Linked DNA regions of Drosophila melanogaster: region 1 is linked to region 2. Evidence: chromatin contacts called from public targeted proximity ligation data. All regions are on one chromosome and are shown on one strand. The core of a region is the stretch at or near the end of the contact, and the rest is flanking DNA. Distances in the headings are between cores, read along the strand shown. Region 1 holds the start of CG43208. Region 2 holds the start of Ace (Acetylcholine esterase).

The links.
Region 1: a contact with region 2 is called in a targeted proximity ligation map of the Kc167 cell line, with 4 times the contacts expected there. A contact is called at or near these places in 30 of 107 Hi-C or Micro-C datasets (the Clone 8 cell line, the D17-c3 cell line, the Kc167 cell line and 11 more) and 4 of 7 datasets of targeted methods (the Kc167 cell line and the S2 cell line).

Annotation. Positions count from the first base shown.
Region 1 is chr3R:13,301,168-13,306,725 of dm6, forward strand. It overlaps CG43208, which reads left to right and starts at 2,259. Exons shown (of 2, transcript NM_001260156.1): 1 at 2,259-2,325; 2 at 2,391-2,689. The coding sequence starts at 2,298. The coding sequence ends at 2,584. CG8774 reads left to right here. Exons shown (of 7, transcript NM_169502.2): 6 at 1-307; 7 at 389-1,167. The coding sequence ends at 1,064. It overlaps CG32473, which reads left to right and starts at 1,481. Exons shown (of 7, transcript NM_169503.3): 1 at 1,481-1,567; 2 at 1,631-2,013; 3 at 2,959-3,329. The coding sequence starts at 1,558.
Region 2 is chr3R:13,257,027-13,262,165 of dm6, forward strand. It overlaps Ace (Acetylcholine esterase), which reads right to left and starts at 1,751. Exons shown (of 10, transcript NM_001275601.1): 1 at 1,277-1,751. It overlaps CG11686, which reads left to right and starts at 3,330. Exons shown (of 3, transcript NM_143947.4): 1 at 3,330-3,392; 2 at 4,579-4,744; 3 at 5,012-5,139. The coding sequence starts at 4,616. The coding sequence ends at 5,095.

The DNA.
Region 1 (5,558 bases), core at 1,009-3,508, 45 kb after region 2:
TCCAGCAGCTAACCACCAGTCCCGCTCGATTCGAAATCGCCGATCGTGGCCATCTTTTGAACGATGCCTTCGCCCTGGCGGATGCCAACCAACTATCCTACAAAATTCCTCTGGATATGACCGCTTACTTGGCCCAGGAGCGCGACTTCGTGCCCTGGTATGTGGCCTCCAATAAGCTGAGGTCGCTCCATCGCAGTCTCATGTTCAGCGAGGGATACGTGTCGTACCTCACCTATGCCAGAAGTCTGATCGCTGGCGTATACGAGGAGGTGGGTTGGACTGTGGACGCCGACAATCACTTGAAGAAGTACGTATATAAGTACCAACTTGTTTTTCTGAAAACATTACTCAAACTACTGTTATTCAAACAATCTTTATTCCTTTGCAGCCGCCTGCGTGTTTCCATTTTGACCGCCGCCTGTGCCCTGGGTGTTCCAGATTGTCTGCAGCAGGCTTCCGAGCGCTTCAGCACCTTCCTGGAGAATCCGACCACTCGACCTTCCCCCGATCTTCGCGAGATTGTCTACTACTACGGCATGCAGCAGTCCACCAGCCAATCGAGCTGGGATCAGTTGTTCCAACTCTTTGTGGCCGAAACCGATGCCAGCGAGAAACTGAAGCTGATGTACGGATTGTCTGGCGTACGGAACAGCCAGTATCTGTTCGACTTCCTGGCACAGGCCTCCAGTGATGAGAGCATCGTTCGCTCCCAGGACTATTTCACCTGTGTGCAGTACATAGCCGCCAATCCTGTGGGTGAACCGGTGGTCTGGGAATTCTACCGCGAACAGTGGCCCCAACTCACCACCCGTTTTGGCCTGAACAACCGCAACTTTGGACGACTTATCGCCCAGATTACGGCCAACTTTGCCAGCTCCGTGAAACTGGAGGAGGTTCAGCACTTCTTCTCCAAGTACCCCGAATCGGGAGCTGGAGCTAACTCCCGGTTGGAGGCCGTGGAAACCATCAAGTACAACATCGAATGGCTATCCAGAAACGAAGCTGACATCACCGACTGGCTAAGTGGAACGGCCTCGCCGCTGACCAAGAAAAACCAATTGTAAAATTGTATATTGTATATAAACTGGCCATTTAGCCAATAATTAGAGTTGCATAAGCGAAAATTCCGTTCGAGTTCAATAAAATGAAATTTCAAAATCAAACCATAAATACAACCCCCATATTTTCATTCATTTTATCCGAGGCAAGTGGGGATTTCTATAGCTTCTAGGAAATAATTGGAGATAGGGTCTTTGAGTATATGGTCAATGCGGAATCATGACCATGCGTAATTATCCTGAGTAATTAGAGTGTCCAGTCATAATAGTCGATATATGGCCTTGTTCGAATCGTAAAAGTAATGGTCTAGCATAAAACGATTTTATCTGGACACGAAGCTATATAGTATATAGTCTAGATATCGGTCAGCAATCTGATCAGGTTTATCAAGTCCAAATTGTGGGGTCAGATTCGCAACTTGCATTCAGTTTCCAATTTGGCTTCCAGCCTAGTGGAAGCAGTCGAGTAATTTTCATCGAAAAAAGAATATCCCTAAAAATGGTTGCCTGTGAGTCTTCTATATAGAGTAGCATATCCCGAAGGAACAGTAACTAATGTGAACTCATTTTAGGGCTGACGGTTAAGTCAGTGGCCATCTTTTTGGGCCTGGCCTCTACTGCTTTTTGTGTGGCCACGATTGTGCTGGCCGTTCAGAATGCGGACCTGGAGAACGATCTGCAGGATGCCCTCGATAAGATCGACGCATTGACGGTGGACACCACGTCCACGTCCTCCACCTCTACCAGCACTTCCACGACCACCACCACTGCAAATCCCAATGGGCCCACGGATGACACCGAGCCTGGCTCTACCACCACACCTGGCGTAGGAGGTGACACAACCCCCAGTGCAGGAACATCTCCGGGTGGTGAAACTTCGCCATCATCCAGTACAGGAAGCACCACCAATCCCATCTATCCGACATTGCCGACAGGACTTCCTGATCCTGAAAAGGTGAGTGAAGTGCAAGAAAAATATATTTCACGGCTATAAAAGATGTTAGTTCAGAAAAACCCTCACACAGAGTGGGAAAATTTTCAGCGATTAGACGTAAAGTCGGCATGGCTACTAATTTCGAATTTATTAAGTTCCAACTTAGTCTTACTGGTCATTTCAAGTGCTTATCGCTTGGCTAGCGTTTTTTTTCCTCTTTTTTATCATAATACAAAACGGGTCTAATTTCTTGGGTCTTTTAAGTTAGTTTAATTGCGGCTAACGCAGTGTTAGGAGCCACAAAAATGGGACACATGCAGGACAGGATTAAGGGTATTTATTGATAACGAAGGAAGTTTTGGGAAAACACCGATACCGATTCATGTATATTTTCATAGACTTGATCACCGCTGAGCGCGTGGCTATATTCTTTGGTCTATTATCGACCTGCTTGATCGTTGCCCTTGTCATTGTGGCCGTCCACAGGGATAATTTATTGCTGCAGTTGGACGAAGCCAAAAGGATGTTGGATGTTCTGGAGGAATACATTCAAAGCCACTTGTTGTCCACCATTTCGGAAAGAAATTCATAAGAATTAGGGTGCTGGCAAACATTCAAAAAGATGGCTTTCAAATCCATATCTATTTCCAAAAATGGTTAAAGCAATAAAGCAATAAAGGCAAACGGATAAGAAACCAAAATACGCTTAGGTTTCAATATTTGTGTAGTAGAGCTATTGTTGTTTGATATCTGAAATTGCACCTAATAAATTAGGACCCTAATTTCACAACATTTAGCCACTATATCCAGCTAAGGCATATTTGTTGCAACGACGTCCACTTGGTTTACGACCTGACCACAACAGTGCTATTTCCTATCGCCACCTTATCAACGCATTGCTCACTTAATAGGGCCAAAGCCCATTATCGATGGCGTGGATATTAAATAAACTTTACGACCCCGCAGATCGAATGGCGCCTGCCCACGGAACTGACGCCCATCAAGTACAAGGTGTACTACCATCCCGACTTGACGACCGGCGCCTGTGAGGGAACCGTGTCCATTCAGTTCCAGCTGAACGCGATCACCAACCTGATCGTCCTGCACGCCAAGGAGCTCAATGTGCACAGCATCAGCATCCTGAACATGATGGCGCGCATACGCGTGGCCATCGATAGCATCAACTTGGATGAGTCCCGGGAGCTGCTCCTGATCACGCTAAGAGAGGTCCTCAGTATGAACAAGGCCTACACACTGTCCGCAAGTTTCGACTGCGATCTGAGCAGTCTGGTGGGCAGCTACATCAGCAACTACACGAATGCCGATGGAGTAGATAGGTGAGTAATTTTAAGGTATATCTTGCGATGACAAACATTTTGTTAGCATGTCTAGACTAAGATGTCAGGTATCTTTATTATATCGTACTATTTATGTAGCTAAGATCGTATCTAGTGCACTGTCCGCAACTAGTACGATTGCAAGCACACTTGTGAATACCCCCAATGCATTGGAGATCATCGCATGTTGGGGCCATAAAAAAGCCGGTCTCAGCTGATGAGAGAGCTTTCCGGAGAAGCTCGAGTGCCGTGACAACTTTGGAGCCCGCTTCAGTCGGAAGTTCAGAGCAGAGCGCGACGGTCGCGATAGAAAAGAGCGGACTCCGTCTGCAAATACGATCTCAATTACGATTCTCGCGATTCCCCTTTCTTTTCGCTTTTCTTCGTTTTCTCGGATTTCTCGAGTGCGCGCCTACGATTTGAATCAAGAATGATAGCTGTCCGGCAATTGCCGTTATCAAATTAGCCGAGTGAATATTCCTCGGACCCGGCAAAGTTACAATTAATGCCATTCGTAGACAAAAGAAAAACGAAAAACGAGACACGAAAAGCTGTGATTTCAACTGTAAATCAAGTAAAAGGCATAGTGCGAAATGTGACGGGAATAATAGATAATAAGTGGCCCATATCAATCAGATACCGTTGAGTCCGCTCCAAAAGCTCCACGCCAATACAAAATGACCATTGTCACCGCATCGCCGTTATGCGATCAAAATTCTAGTTTTAATTGGGCGCATTGAGGCGATCACTATTTTTAATATTCGCTGAAATGTGACCACCGGATTCTATGCCAACTTTGACTTTCAACGGGTATTCGTTTCGATAAACAACGGGCCATCGCAGGCTGGCCAAGAGAACTCCACATGGCTGAATCAAACAGGTTGCACCGCTCCCTTCCCCTCCCCTCCTTCTTTCCCACACCCCTTTGGGACCGCTGCAAACAGGCTTGGAGCCAAATGCATACATAGTTCACTTGCCGCGCAAGTTCTTGGCCTTAAATCGGCCACAATCGATGCACAGCAAAAAAAAAAAGAAAAGAATTATATCTATCGTAGCCCATTATCAGATTATATTGGTATGTCTCTTATCAACGAGAAGTAGATTCTGTTCGTAGTTGCATTCTTTGACATTTATCAACAATTGTTACCAATCTGATTATAAGAAAAATTAATATCACAGTTTTTTTAATTATCAATATTATCAATATTATAAATTGTATATATAAATACAATTACGGCAATTAGACATTTTACTTCTTCATTAGATCTTCAATTTGTATCTTCGATTTTGTTGGTAATCATTTGCTTATGATTTTTTTTGCTGTGTATCTGTGGTTGTTGGCCAGCAAATGCGTCGTGTTTACATCTTCAATGCGGCAAATACTCAATGGCCGCTGAGAAAATACTTTCTTCAAAAAGCCGCAACAAAATGGGTCGACATCATTGACTGCCAAGAAACTTGTTGTCATAGTAGCTTCCCCTACCCGTTTCTCGCTGTGTTTCCTGGGTTTGTTTTGTTCTTGAAAGTTCAGTCAAAGCTCGGTGGTCAAACCTTTTTTTCATTTTCATTGACACTGATTTCTTTTTCGTTCTTCTTGGGCGAAATAGAAATTTTTTTATTTCCAAACGGTGGGAAAGAACCTTCGAAAGTGGAGGGCTTTTTAATTGGATTTTTGTGCTAATAATGTAAATTAACGGCTGTTGTTGGCAGAATTGATAAGGCACTTGACACCTTTGGCGGTGTGTAAATTATACAATTTAACACCTTGAAGTTCATTGATCTACATGCTGAAATATAAACAATTTCATTGATCTTCTATTTATAAAATATTTATTTATTTATATTTCAATGAACTGTTGATAAAGCTTACATAAATATTTGTAAATATCGCATGGTTTCGAGTTTCCTATTTTCCAATATTGAAGTTATTTATAAAGTGTATATCATGAAATCTATAGCATTAAATTAAGCAAGTCAAGGCCGAAGTTTCCTCTCCGATTTTATAGTTTATTTGTGTTGAAAGTGATGCAACCCATTGATTAATAGTAAATTTATTTCGCATTCCGTTAACCCCAAACATGCAAATTGTGGCAATCATTTCTTTGTCAACGCATCTTCCTTTTATTTATTGTTTTTATTTGAATTTTCCCTTTGTGTATATCATAAATTGCAGGCACGTATAGTCGACCATTGTCAATTTCATCCCACCGCGGGTGTTATGGGTAGTAT
Region 2 (5,139 bases), core at 501-3,000:
TAACCGTAAAGTGTGTGTTCGGGTTAAGTGTGATAAATCGACAGTTGAATTACGCGACATGTGGGCGACTCGGAGGACAGACGAGAGTGTGTGTGTGTCGAGCGTTTATCAAGCAAAATATTTACACACACACACGAATTAAGCGCACTCACGCACTCGGGCACACAATACTCAAAAGATGTGAAAAAGTGCGATGCCCAATGCACTGAAAAAAACGGCAGGCTTAATTCTGCTCAGCATTCAGAATTCAGAACGTGTGCGAATTGAACTAAATACTGAGTGAAGTTACTATTCTTACATTTTCAAAATTAAAAGTATTGGCATTTTATGTATTTCCGATTTTGCATACCTAATGGAGTCTGAAAGCATGATTTTTTTGAATACAATGTACCGTTTTACTCTATGAGATGAGCTCATAAAAGTGACATGGACCACTTTTGGAGACGGCAAGGAAATGACAATCACATGAATTTTTCCTGTGTGCCGGCGAGTGAAAGAATAAAGTAAAAGTGTCTTTTCATCAGAATTTTAAATGTGCTCGCCCTCGATGTGAGTTGCCAAAAAGTGTGTATAAGTTTGTGTATGAGAGTGGGTACAGGTGTGCGCGTGAGCCGACCGAGCGGAAGTTATGGAGCCTACGTGCCCCACAAATAAAAAAAAAAAAACCAAAATAAAAAAATAATTTCGCTTTCGTTCAGGGAAATTAAGGACGGAGGGCATTGGTTGGGAGGTGGGACAAGCGGGTGGACATTGAGGCAGCGCCACTCGATAAACCACCAATACAGGGACCAGGTCCTTGTATGTAAACAGACAAATTATGAATTTGTAAGACTCTCTCGTATATTTCCCGGGGTATCCTGTCGTTCTCCCTTTACCACTCTCCCTTTTTGCGTGTATTTGTGTGAGCTGAGGACCTCACGGATCACTGAGCTCATCAAAAATCGTTAAATGCTAAAATCGAAGAAGAAATTCCATAACCAAAACAATATCACTAAGGGGATGTTCCATTTTGATTTGTTTTCCCCAGCATTATTGTTATTACTTGAATTATATTGTTAAATACCACTTGTTAGGACAATACCAAAACATCATTTTTAATTAATAAACATTCTCGTGGGAGGAGAATCTAATCCTCTAAATAGGAAAATATTCTTTTAATATTATTTAGTCAAAATGAAAATGAAAAAGACATAGACCTAAGTAATAAATATTCAAAGCTATTATTCTGCAAGGCAATTATCATTTAAAAATTTGATTTTTTCAACAGATAACTTACCTCTTTGTGCGCTGAAACTGTTGTCCTCGGTCGCTCACTACATGACTCTGTTTATGTTTGATGTTTAAAACCTCTCCGACTCTCTGATTTGCCAATTTTCCAAGCTGTAAATAAAGTGCAGGGCTGCTTGCGTTGAATACTAGATTTTAGCACCAAAACTTCACTTTATCACACACAGAATCTGACTAATGAATTTCCTTTTCTGGCCGTGTTATGCCATATGCATGACAGGTATGTGTATGTGTGTGTTTGTTTGAAAGAGCTGGCTTGAGGACAGAAAGGGTATGGTGTTTCCCTTTAAAGATGTACGGTCTGCCTTCTTTTATCCTGCCTATTTTAAAAGTTTTTCTGGTTTTCCTTTTGGCCTTTTTTGCGCACTGAACTGAATACTAGTGTGGCGTAGTCCGCTCGATCCGCTGAACTCCGAAACTGTGTCAGCCGTTCAAAACACGACGATGTCTCTAGCTAAACTGAAGCTAAAAGGCATCGCAATGCGTACTTTAAACGGACATTGCTTTTCTGCTCTTTATTTCTCTCGGCAAAATAGCGGGACTATGCTTTCACTCTCTCTTTTCTCTCCCTCTCTCTCGACAGCTTTTGAGCGACTGTTATACCATCTCTCTCTCTCTCTTTATTTTTGGCCTGAAGCTTTAGCTTGTTTTTGTTCGCAATCAAAATCGGAAACTTTTTTCTGCGACATTTTGCCGCATTTGTTGTTGCTCTAGCGAGCCATACCAAATTTCATTATCTCAAGGGTCCGCGTTGTTTGTTTATTTGAGAGACCCTCCAGTTAAGCAAATATTTTTGTTTAATTGTTGGTAGTTCTTAATGAGCTTTTAAAAAGTCTTAAACATTTTTGTTAGTTTTTTTTTTATATTTTTGATTCTGTTTGTTTTCGTGGGGCAACCGAAAATCGATCGCACACTTTTAACACACATACAAAGTCAGCTCTCGCTCTCTTGCTCTCTCAAACACACACACACACTCTCATAAAAAGGCAGCTGATTTGCGCCGCAAAGTATGCACCACAATTGGACAATGATTTAAAACTCCTTTTAGGCCGATAAAAGTCTGGAATATTTTCGATTTGTAAACATATTTGAATTATTTTTTTTTTTTAATTTTTTGTATATGTATATATTTATTTTACAGTTTGTTGTTGAGCTCAACCGGATGAAAATCGGAACCAGCGTGACCGACGACTCGCAGCAGAATGCGGAGAATCGGAGAAAACAGCAGCCGACCACAACAACAGCTGCAAAATGCGGCGTCGGCGTCCGGGATGAACAACTTTTTGGCTACACACACACCATCATATGGACGGTGAAATGGGGGGGTGATATATTATAGGAAATTTGATATGAAAACATTGACAAGCAGCCGCATAAAGCTTCTTGCGGCACGAAGAGCTTTCCCAAAACGAAGCTGAGGTTGGCCAAGTTTTTATTCTTAGCGTCGATTGATTGCTGGCCGGGAAACCGAATGCGGCAGTGGCTAAGATAAGCGCCAAAAGGCATAAACGGAATGGCCAAACATTTGACTGATAAGTTCCGCTGATAAGGGCATTCACAATGTGTACGAACTTTAAATGTTTTTTCTTTGCTTTCTTGCTAGTATTGTAATTTAAGAATTGGGAGAAGAAATTTCATTAAACATTGTTTCGATGGAAGCATAGTATAAACGAATGATAACGACAAATGTAATAAAATTAGTTTAATAAAATTGTATTAATATTTTCCGTACCTTTTGTGTTCACTGTTATTGACTGTTGTTTCGAAAAAATGTTTATTTTTTTCACACAAATAATATCTACACAAATACTGTCTACACAAATACTACTTACACAAAGACTATCTATGTATTTGGTTTAAAAAGATTGAGTTCTCTTTTAACTAACCTTAGTAACCCAATAAATACTTTGCTTAACTCTCAGATCGGCCCTCGCTGCCAAAAGCTTTTTCGCGAAGCTTTCCTTCGAAAGTGCGCGTCGGCAGTGCGACGGGTGACAACCCTGCCTGCAGTGGGCATGCAACTTGTTGCGCCGGTTTGCGCTTCTCAGTCTTCATTCCATTCTCGAATCCCCCGGACGTCGACCTCCGATCCGATCGTCTACTTGGTTTGTTATTGTTTCCTTTGGCTGCCTGGCATTCGGCTATTAAGTTGTTTTCGATCTTAAATACGTGGGTGCGTGGTATACAGTATTTATAAAATACTTACGCATAGTTGGCGTACGCCTATTAATTGGCGCATACTTCAGATTCGGCTGGTCTAATTAATCCGAATTTCACCGTGTGCTAATTTCGCCAACCGGTTTGTGGGCGATCTGCAATTGTTTTTATGATGACTTAAGATGGGCGATGACTTAAGACGACACACCCCGTCAAGTGCAGTGCTCGCTAGCATTGTGATTTGCATAATGACGACACTTGTTTTGAGAGTACTATAATCACCACTTGATCGTGGAATTCGGCTCGAAATCGGCGGTCGAGGCCTCGACCTCATACTCTGCCTTATTTTTGCCTTATTTTGGTCACAATCAGTTTTGACGTCAGTGTTTCTAAAATCAGTCTCAAAACCGAGCCAAATCGGTCGTTAGTATGTTTGTCACGACCCAAAAGTGAAATCTAAATGCAGAAGAAAGCCATTCAAATGCATTTTTCGGTGGTAAAACCTGAGTGTATGCATATTTTAATAATATTTTCTAAAAAGTGAAAAAGTATTTTTAGGAGAAAGCCGAATATTTAATCATTTTATAGTGAAGGAAGATATTAACTAAAATTCAAACTTCAGTAATCTTCAAAGGCCTAACTCAAGGTCTACTTATATAATATATAATTTGAAATTGCATATGACTAAAAACTATTTATAAATGAGTGTGGTATGCAAACACAAATGGGGTTTACTGAAGGATTTACTTGCTCGAATAACTTGACATTCACTATCTTAAATGGGAACGTTGATACAGCGATGGAAAAAATGATTTAGAAATAGAAGTGACGTTTTAGAAGCTCTTTTAATTAGGTGGGGTTTATCAGAATCGTGTTCTATCGAAATGCAAGATTTAATTTGTTAGCTCATTAAAAATATTATGAGGTCACTTTTTTAAGGCGCATATCAAATTAATGACATGTGTTTTGCTTATTAAAAATATACGAAATGCAGAAATTAGTTTTATGCTCGAGCAAGCTCCAAGTCTTGAAGTTTTTAATGAGATATGCTCTATTAAGAAGACGACTGATAAGCTTCAGTTTTTTATGGATCTTTCCACTAATAAGATCCCTTGTATTTATCTTATCGCACAGCTGAAATCGCTCTGAACAAACAACACCACTCATCACGATGCCAAATCCACTGTGGTTCGTCTTCTGGCTGCTGGTCTTCTGGTTCGTCTCCTTCTTCGTGGCATTCTTCTGCGCCTTTTTCTACATCTGGGTCTACGCATTTGCCTCCTGCATTCCCGCCCTGACGGTAAGTGGGTTTTTTTTCTATTTTGGGGAGCAGCATTTGAAGTTATATGGCGGGGTGAGTCAATTTACCTGCTTCACCTGCTGGTTGCATGAGGCACTTTCCTTATCGCGCCGTCAAGATGTTTAACCCATTAGTCATTTGGGGAACTTATCAGACCCACAACCGGAGCTTATGGGAAACCGCGATAGCTGGCCCCGATATGTAGACCCACCCACACCCATTGCCTGGAAAAACATTGCTAACCGATTTGTTTTCTTACTTTCGCAGGGCATATCGGACATTCTGCTCCAGGGAGTCCAGTTCCCGTTCTACTGCGGGAAAGCCATGTTAGAGGGCAAGCAAGCTTTTTAAGGGGGATATTTCCCCAATATCAATTAACTAAGTGCCTTACTGAT